Linked DNA regions of Sus scrofa: region 2 is linked to region 1. A link is a contact called in public Hi-C data. All regions are on one chromosome and are shown on one strand. Each heading gives the region's core, a stretch centred on a gene start, on an enhancer-like site or on the middle of the called end of the contact. The rest is flanking DNA. Distances are from core to core; before and after follow the strand shown.

The links. A called contact is a pair of places that touch in the nucleus more often than the background predicts.
Region 2: a Hi-C map of fetal skeletal muscle shows a contact between it and region 1, with 3 times the contacts expected there. The contact joins the promoter of RSPH6A here to the promoter of GIPR in region 1. A contact is called at or near these places in 3 of 5 promoter capture datasets (fetal liver and liver), 20 of 47 Hi-C or Micro-C datasets (alveolar macrophages, blood, brain and 12 more) and 1 of 2 datasets of contacts at active chromatin or transcription factors (skeletal muscle).

What each region holds. Positions count from the first base shown.
Region 1 is chr6:52,020,704-52,024,107 of Sscrofa11.1, forward strand. GIPR (gastric inhibitory polypeptide receptor) reads left to right here and starts at 1,964. Exons shown (of 14, transcript XM_021094579.1): 1 at 1,964-2,058; 2 at 3,021-3,149. The coding sequence starts at 3,078.
Region 2 is chr6:52,137,797-52,141,236 of Sscrofa11.1, forward strand. RSPH6A (radial spoke head protein 6 homolog A) reads right to left here and starts at 1,387. Exons shown (of 5, transcript XM_021094594.1): 1 at 643-1,387. The coding sequence starts at 1,316. SYMPK (symplekin) reads right to left here. Exons shown (of 27, transcript XM_005664608.3): 24 at 2,869-3,045; 25 at 2,587-2,682; 26 at 2,013-2,339; 27 at 1-1,878. The coding sequence ends at 1,744.

The DNA of each region.
Region 1 (3,404 bases), core at 714-3,213:
TCTTCCTTCCTTCCTCCTTCCTTCCTTCCTTCCTTCCTTCCTTTCTTTCTTTCCTTCTTTTTTTGTCTTTTTAGGGCCACACCTGTGACATATGGAAGTTCTCAGGCTAGGGGTTGAATTGGAGCTACAGCTGCCAGCCTCCGCCACAGCCACAGCAACAGGGGATCCAAGCCGCCTCTGTGACTTGCACCACAGCTCACGGCAACGCCGGATCCTTAACCCACTCATTGAGGCCAGGGATCAAACCCGGATCCTCGTGGATACTAGTCAGGTTCTTAACCCACTGAGCCACACTGGGAACTCCCCTTTCAGTTTCTTTCTCTCTGTCCAGCTCTTGGCTCTCTTGGTTGCTCTCCTCTCTGCCTCTTCCTGTCTTTGTTTCTGCATCCTTAGTTTCTCTTCCTGTCTCTCTCACCATCTCAGTTTCTCTCCTCTGGCTCCCCCCCTTTCTGCCTCCCCCACCTTCCCATCTCTAGTGAGTGACCCCCAGACCCTCTTGGAGCCAAGGAGAGACTCCCTCCCAGCACCAGCCTCTTCCCAAGGTGCCTGGCCATCTCAGCCCCCTCTCCTCTCCACTCTGTGACCCGAGCCTTTCCCAGGACCCAGAGGGCGCCAGGAATGTAGGGCAGAGAGCAGAGAGGCAAGCTGGAGGTCAGGAAGCCAGGACCCCCCTCACACCCGCCCCACCCTCAGCCTGGTCTCCTTCCTTCCTCTCCTGCTGGATCTCATGCCACCTTTACGCCCTGCCCTTCTGGGGCCATCGGGCCTCAGTTTCTCCTCTGCGAAATGGGCAGACCTGCCTCTGTCCCATTTATCTTACAGCTCCCAGGGGAGTGTGTGCTCATGAGCATTACCGGTATGATTAATGAGCTGGAATTGGCAGTTTGCATTGATGGGGGAAGAGAGGACGGAGAGCCGGGCTCTAAGCCAGAGGGTCTCCATATTTCAGGGCAAAGGAAGAGACTGGAAATGGAGCGTGTGAGGAGGTGTGTGATTCAGTGGAGATTGGAACAAGGAGATGGCGTGAGGCTGTGGGTTTGTGTGTGCTTGTGGGATGCTGGTGTGTGAGCCTGGGCACAACTGTGTGTCTGTGTGTGACTGTATGTGACTTGTGAGTGCAGGTTGTAATGGAGTGTTGTGTGTCTGGGTAACCTTAGCACTGGGTGGGACTGAGGGTGACAGGTGTGACCAAATGACACTGGGAATATGTGAGAGTGTGTGCCTTAGGGACCTCTGGGAACATGTATTGTTGGGATGTGCCTGTGGGCTCTGAAGAGGATTATGTGACCTGTGTGAGGTGATGTATGATCGTGTAAACGGGTGTGTAGTTGTGTAACATTGTGTGTGATCCTCAGACCACGTCGTTAAAGGGTGGTGAGGAACCCTATAACTGTGGGCCTTTATTTCATCAACAATCATTCTCTGAACCTCTGCTCTATGCCCAAACCTGTGCTGAGTGACGCTGGGTGACCAAGATGCCCTGTCCTCATGCAACACACAGACCAGTGGAGGGGGAGATGGTGTTTGTGATGTGACCTACCTATGGTGTGAACATGTGTGATTGACGCAATAGGATGCCGGGACTGTGTGAGTGGCTTTGTCACTGTGGGTAACCATCAACCTGGGAGCGACGGTGCATTGTAGGACTGCGAATGGACGGGAGGAAGTGAGGAACCGTGTGTGAGCCCTCTCTGTGGCTCAGCGTGTGGGACGGTGTGTGACGGTGTGTGTGTGACGGCGCCTCCGCGTGCGGGAGCTGGGATAATGCGAGAGGCTGTGCACTCTGGGGGGTGGGGGGGATGTGCTCAGGGCGATGACTCTGTGACTGCCCCCCCGCGAGACCCTGAGAGGCTGTGAAACTCACAAGCGCCGAGCACCCAGTCCCGGGCTTCTGCCCAGAGCTCCCCCTCCCGTTCTCCGGCCCGCCCTGGCCCCGCCCCTCCCACCACCCCAGGCTGTCACCTCTTCCAGAGCCCTGGCGAGGAAGTGGAGGCAGCGGAGGCGGCAGCAGAGGCAGCAGAGTCAGAAGCAAGGGGTCCAGAGGAGGGCTTGGGACAGGTGAGGGCGCCCCTCATTCCGGGCCATTTCCCCTGCCCCAAGTCCCCCTCATGTCTTGAGCCCCTCTTTCTCCATTTCTTAGCCTGTGCCTTTGTCTCTCTCTGAGCCCACAGGCTGTCGCTTGGTATCTCTGTCTCCGTGTCTCCCTGTTTAGCCTCTAGACAGCTCCGTATCTCTGTCCCTTTCCCCTATTCTGTGTCTCTCTCCGTGTCTCTATCTCCTCTTTGCCTCCTAGCCCACATTTTTTGTCTCCATCTTTCTCTGCCCTTTGGTCTCTGTCTCTTGCTGTGTGTCTCATTTTGTCTGTCTCTGTGTCTCTAGTCTCTGTATGTCTGTCTCATGCATCTGTCACTCTTTCTGGGGCTCCATCTGAGATCCTCCCTGCTTCCCCCTTTCCCTGCATGGTACCCCGTGTAGGGTGTTGGGTGTCAGACCGATTTCCAGGCATCTGGGCTCCTGCAGACCTAAACCCCGGTCTGACGCCTCTCTAGTCCCAAAGGAGAGGGTTGCCCCGTCGACCCTGGGTTTTATCCACGGTGGGGAAAGTTCGATAAGGTCTGGTTCCTATCAGAGATTTGAACGTCCTTTGGACGGGAGAGTGGGAACTCCAAGAGTCATTTTAAGCTCTATTTCTTCTTCTCCAAGGCAGTATCCAGGTTCCCTGGAGTCACCAGGTCTAGACTCCGGGTGACACTGGCGCTTCCGCCCAGCCCAGCTCTAAGGCAACCGCACCCTCAGCAAACATCCCCCTTCCACCTTCGTGGCCCTGGCAACGGCCAGGGGCGGGCCGGGGAGTCTCCACCCACTCCTCACGGCTACCTCCTCCCCCCACCCCGCCCCCAAATCCTACTCGTGGTGGCGGGGGGCTGCCTCCGAATCCGAGTATGTGAATCCCTGAGGGGGTTGGCGCTGGGGCTGGGGCCGAGGGCAGAGGCTCCTGACTTGGTCCTCGGACCCCCTAGACCGGGCCGCCCCTGCGTGACCGGAGTCTTCGTCCCCCATGCCCCGCCACCCTCACGATGCGGAACTGTCCACCCCGGCGGCTGCTGCTGCTGCTCTTGCTGTGCGGGCCGCTGCTCCGGAGGGCGGAGGTGAGAACCGGAGGAGCCCAGGAGTTCAAGGCTCGGAGGGATGTCTGGGGACGGCCTTAAATCTTACCCCACTCGCAAGTCCCCCACGGTCCCCCACAGCAACTTGCCTGGCGGTTTCTAGGCACCACTCAAGACTTAGAAGAGGTTTCTATGCTACCCGAGACTCCTGAGCAAAACAGGACGGCCCCTCCAAGTCCCTCTAGGGTGTTTCTGGCCGTAAAATAACCGGCTGCCCGGGAGCAGGGGGCGGGGCGG
Region 2 (3,440 bases), core at 137-2,636, 120 kb after region 1:
AGACTCTTCCTCCAGTTACCTGCAAGGTGTGCTCCCTCACCACCCTCAGGCCCCTGATCAAATGTCATTATCTGCGAGAGGCCCTCCCTGACCTCACACCACGTAACCCGCTCGCCCTATCCTCAGTACTCTGCCTTGTTGCTCACCTTAGCTCTTATCATAACCTTATAATTTACTATATATAGTCTACTCGCCCACTACAGAGTCAGCGTCATGAGGATGTGATGGGGTGTCGAGAAGGGTGTTATGACTTCAGATAAGTGACCTTGGCAAACAGACAACAGGGCCTCAGGAGTCAAATCGCTTGTGCTGAAATCCTGGCTCTGTCACATCCTAGCTGTGTTATTTTGGATACAGGACCTAATTTCTCTCAATTTCCTCTCATGCAAAATGGGAATAGAAGATGCACTGATCTCAGCTGCGAGAACCAGATGTTGATGTGTGAAGTGGTGGCACAATGTCTGCTAAGTAAATGCTGGCTTTTAGTATTTACGGCCTGACTTCTAGTCTGAGTCAGATGCCTCCAGAGTAGTCGCTGGTTCTCCCCTTACTGAGGAGACCCCAGACCTGAGGAAGGGCCTTGGCTGGGGCCTCTCCCTACCTGGGTCCAATCCCCTCCCCACTCCAGGGCCCCACTCTCACAGGCTGAGGTCACATTTGATGCTGGTCTGCAGCAGGTAGGCCTTGGCGTTCTGCACAGCCAGCTCCCGAGGTTCCGGCTCAGGCGCCTCTATGTTGAAGGGCATGAATCCCAGCTCAGAGGGGGAGAACTGGAGGGCAGGGTCATCCCTGATGTAGGGCCCATGCTGGGCACCCTGGCTGAACTGCAGGTCTTCTCTCTGGTACATGGTGAACTGGCCCAAGAGGTCAGCCCGAGGCTCCTGATAGGCAGCCTCCACTTGCTGGAAGAGGCTGCCTTTGCCCTGACGTAGCTGCTGCAGCATTAGACTGGCGTTGTGAGCCCAGAGCCCGTCTTCACTCGGGTAAGTGCGGGGCTGTTCCTCGGAGGGGAAGCCCGTATTTGGGGAAAGGTACTCTACTTCGCCCAGCTGGGCTTCCTCAGCCTGGAACAAGGCGTTCTCATTTGGAGGCAGGCTGGCCCCTTGTGACCAGCCCTGGAGGTTCATCGGGTTCGACGGGATCTCCTGACTGCTGCGCAGGATCCGCGTGTCAAGCGGTATCTGCTGCACCTCATCTGAGGCTGAGGGCCTAGAGGGTTCCCGACTGCGTCGCCGCCGCTGCTCGGAGACCTGAGAATCCCGATGGCTGGAGCTTGGCTGGGGCGGGGGCTCGGGGTCGGGGGGTGGGTCCCCCATAGTTTAAACGGGACCGTGGACCTCTGGGAGGAAGGCCCGCAGCTAGGCCAGACCAGTCGCCCGCCGTATAGGTGTACCTCCGACCCTGACAGCCGCAGAGACGCCGGTTGCCAAGGAGGGAGGGGCGGGCGGTTACCAGGGGAGGGCGCGCGGGGAAGCGGGGCGAGGAGCGGCCCTCTGCGCAGGCGCAGTCCCAGGCCTGCGCGGCCTCCCTTCTTGCAGGAGGCTCCTGGGCGCGCCCACGAGCTGCTGCAGTCCCACAGCTGACCTGACGGCAGAGACAGGGCCTGCACCCATGCCCAAACCAGCGATCTTCCTTTTTTAATTTTTCGAGGCAAAGCCCGGCTGGCCAAGCCCCGCCCCGCCGCCCTTCCTGAGCTCCCAGTCCCACTCCCCCTCCCCCTCCCCACCAAGCCCTTCCCCTTGGTCAGCTGTTCCCCTTGGTCTCCGGTTCCCCGGCTTCCTCGGCGGCGGGGCTGGGGGTCTTAACGATGTCTTCTAGGGCAGGGGTGAGGGTCTGGGGGCTCCGCTCCTCCTTTGAAATCAATCCAATGGCGGCTTCCTAGTGACCGGAGAAGTGGGAGCTGGTCAAAGATGGCCTTACCCTTCCTGCCCCCTCCCCGCCTTGGGCACTCGGCACAGACACGTCAGCCCGGATCCCTGGTGTTTCTCGTGCTCGAAGGTTGTTATCCCTACCTTAGGCAGGGGTCCCTCAAGACTAGAGTCCAGCAGCGCAGCCTCGGTCAGCCCCGAATCGTCATCCATGCTGATGAAGATGGCTGGGGTCTCGCACTCCGGGCCCTCCTCCCGGAAGTCAATGGCTTCCTCTGGCTGGGGAGGGCCTGGCCGGGCCGAGGAAGAGGATGATGACGAGGAGGGGGCTCCCACTCCCCCAGGCTTCAGTTTCTGTTCCTCCTCCAGCTGCCGCTTTAAGGCCTTCTCCTGGGCCAGCCGCAGGCCGATGAGGTCTTGAGGGGGTCGGGGGGCCGGGGGCGGTGCCAGGGCCAGGGGCTCTAAGTCGTCCTGGGGGTGGGGAGGGACACACAGCAGCTCAGGATGGGTGGGACCGAGGACCCAGGCTGCTCTCAAGAGGATGGTGGGAAAGAAGCCAGAAACCATCCTGAGGCAGACACTAGGGCAGGCGCGGGGAGTAAGGGGCAGCTGTCTGCCGGCCCCAGTCCCTTTCAGGAGGCGCCTCCGCAGAGAGGGCTGGAGTGGGCCGGAGGGGCTGGGGCCTTTCTGGCTCGGGGAAGGGGCTGCAGGCCCTCACCTCTTCCAGGGGCCCGGCAGGCGCTTCCTTAGTCTCTGGCTCCTGCTTGCCGCTGGCTTCCAGAATGGTCATGATGGAGTTGGGGATGTGTGCTTGCTAGGGAAAGAACAGAATGGGGGCGCTGTGGGCAGCTGTGACCCATAGACAGCGCCCCCCATCTTTGGTGTCCTTGACCCTCCAGAGCCCCAGTCCTTTGTGGAAATACTGGGTGCCCCTCTGCCCACCCCACCCAGTCCCCCAGGGCCAGACCCAGGGGGCCACCCACCTCACACCCTAGGGTACCTGGTGGGGGGTGAAGGAGCGGACATGAGCCAGAAGGGGCTCCCGGAGCTCGGGGCACTTGTCAAAGACGGCACCCAACTGCTGGGGTGGGAGCTGCAGGATGACCTGGAAGCTCTGGGGCTTGGTGCGTTGACAGCACTTGATGAAGCCCTCCCATACCTTGGGATACTTCCACACCTGGACCAGGCAGGGAGGGAGCACTCGTGAGGGCGCCTGCAGGCAGCTAGCCACCCCCAGAAACTGGGAGCAAAACCATGCCAAGATGGCACCACCTCAGTTCATTCTCACAGCCACCACAGGAGGGCGAAATTAGCCGTGCCAAACACATGAAGCCCAGGGAGACGCTGGGACTTGCCCAGGGTCGCCCAGGGAAGGTACCAAGGGGCAGAACTGACATCTGAACCCAGGCCTGTCTGAATCGGCACTTAACCTCTATGGATTAGAGGCAGCAAAGCCAGATGTTGCAAAGTGGCAACCTGTGGGCTGAATCCAGTCTGAAGACTTGTGGATGGGATTTGTTTCATGGTGGTATTTCTAAAAATCATTTCTAACTTCTCTTGAAAAATGGGAGC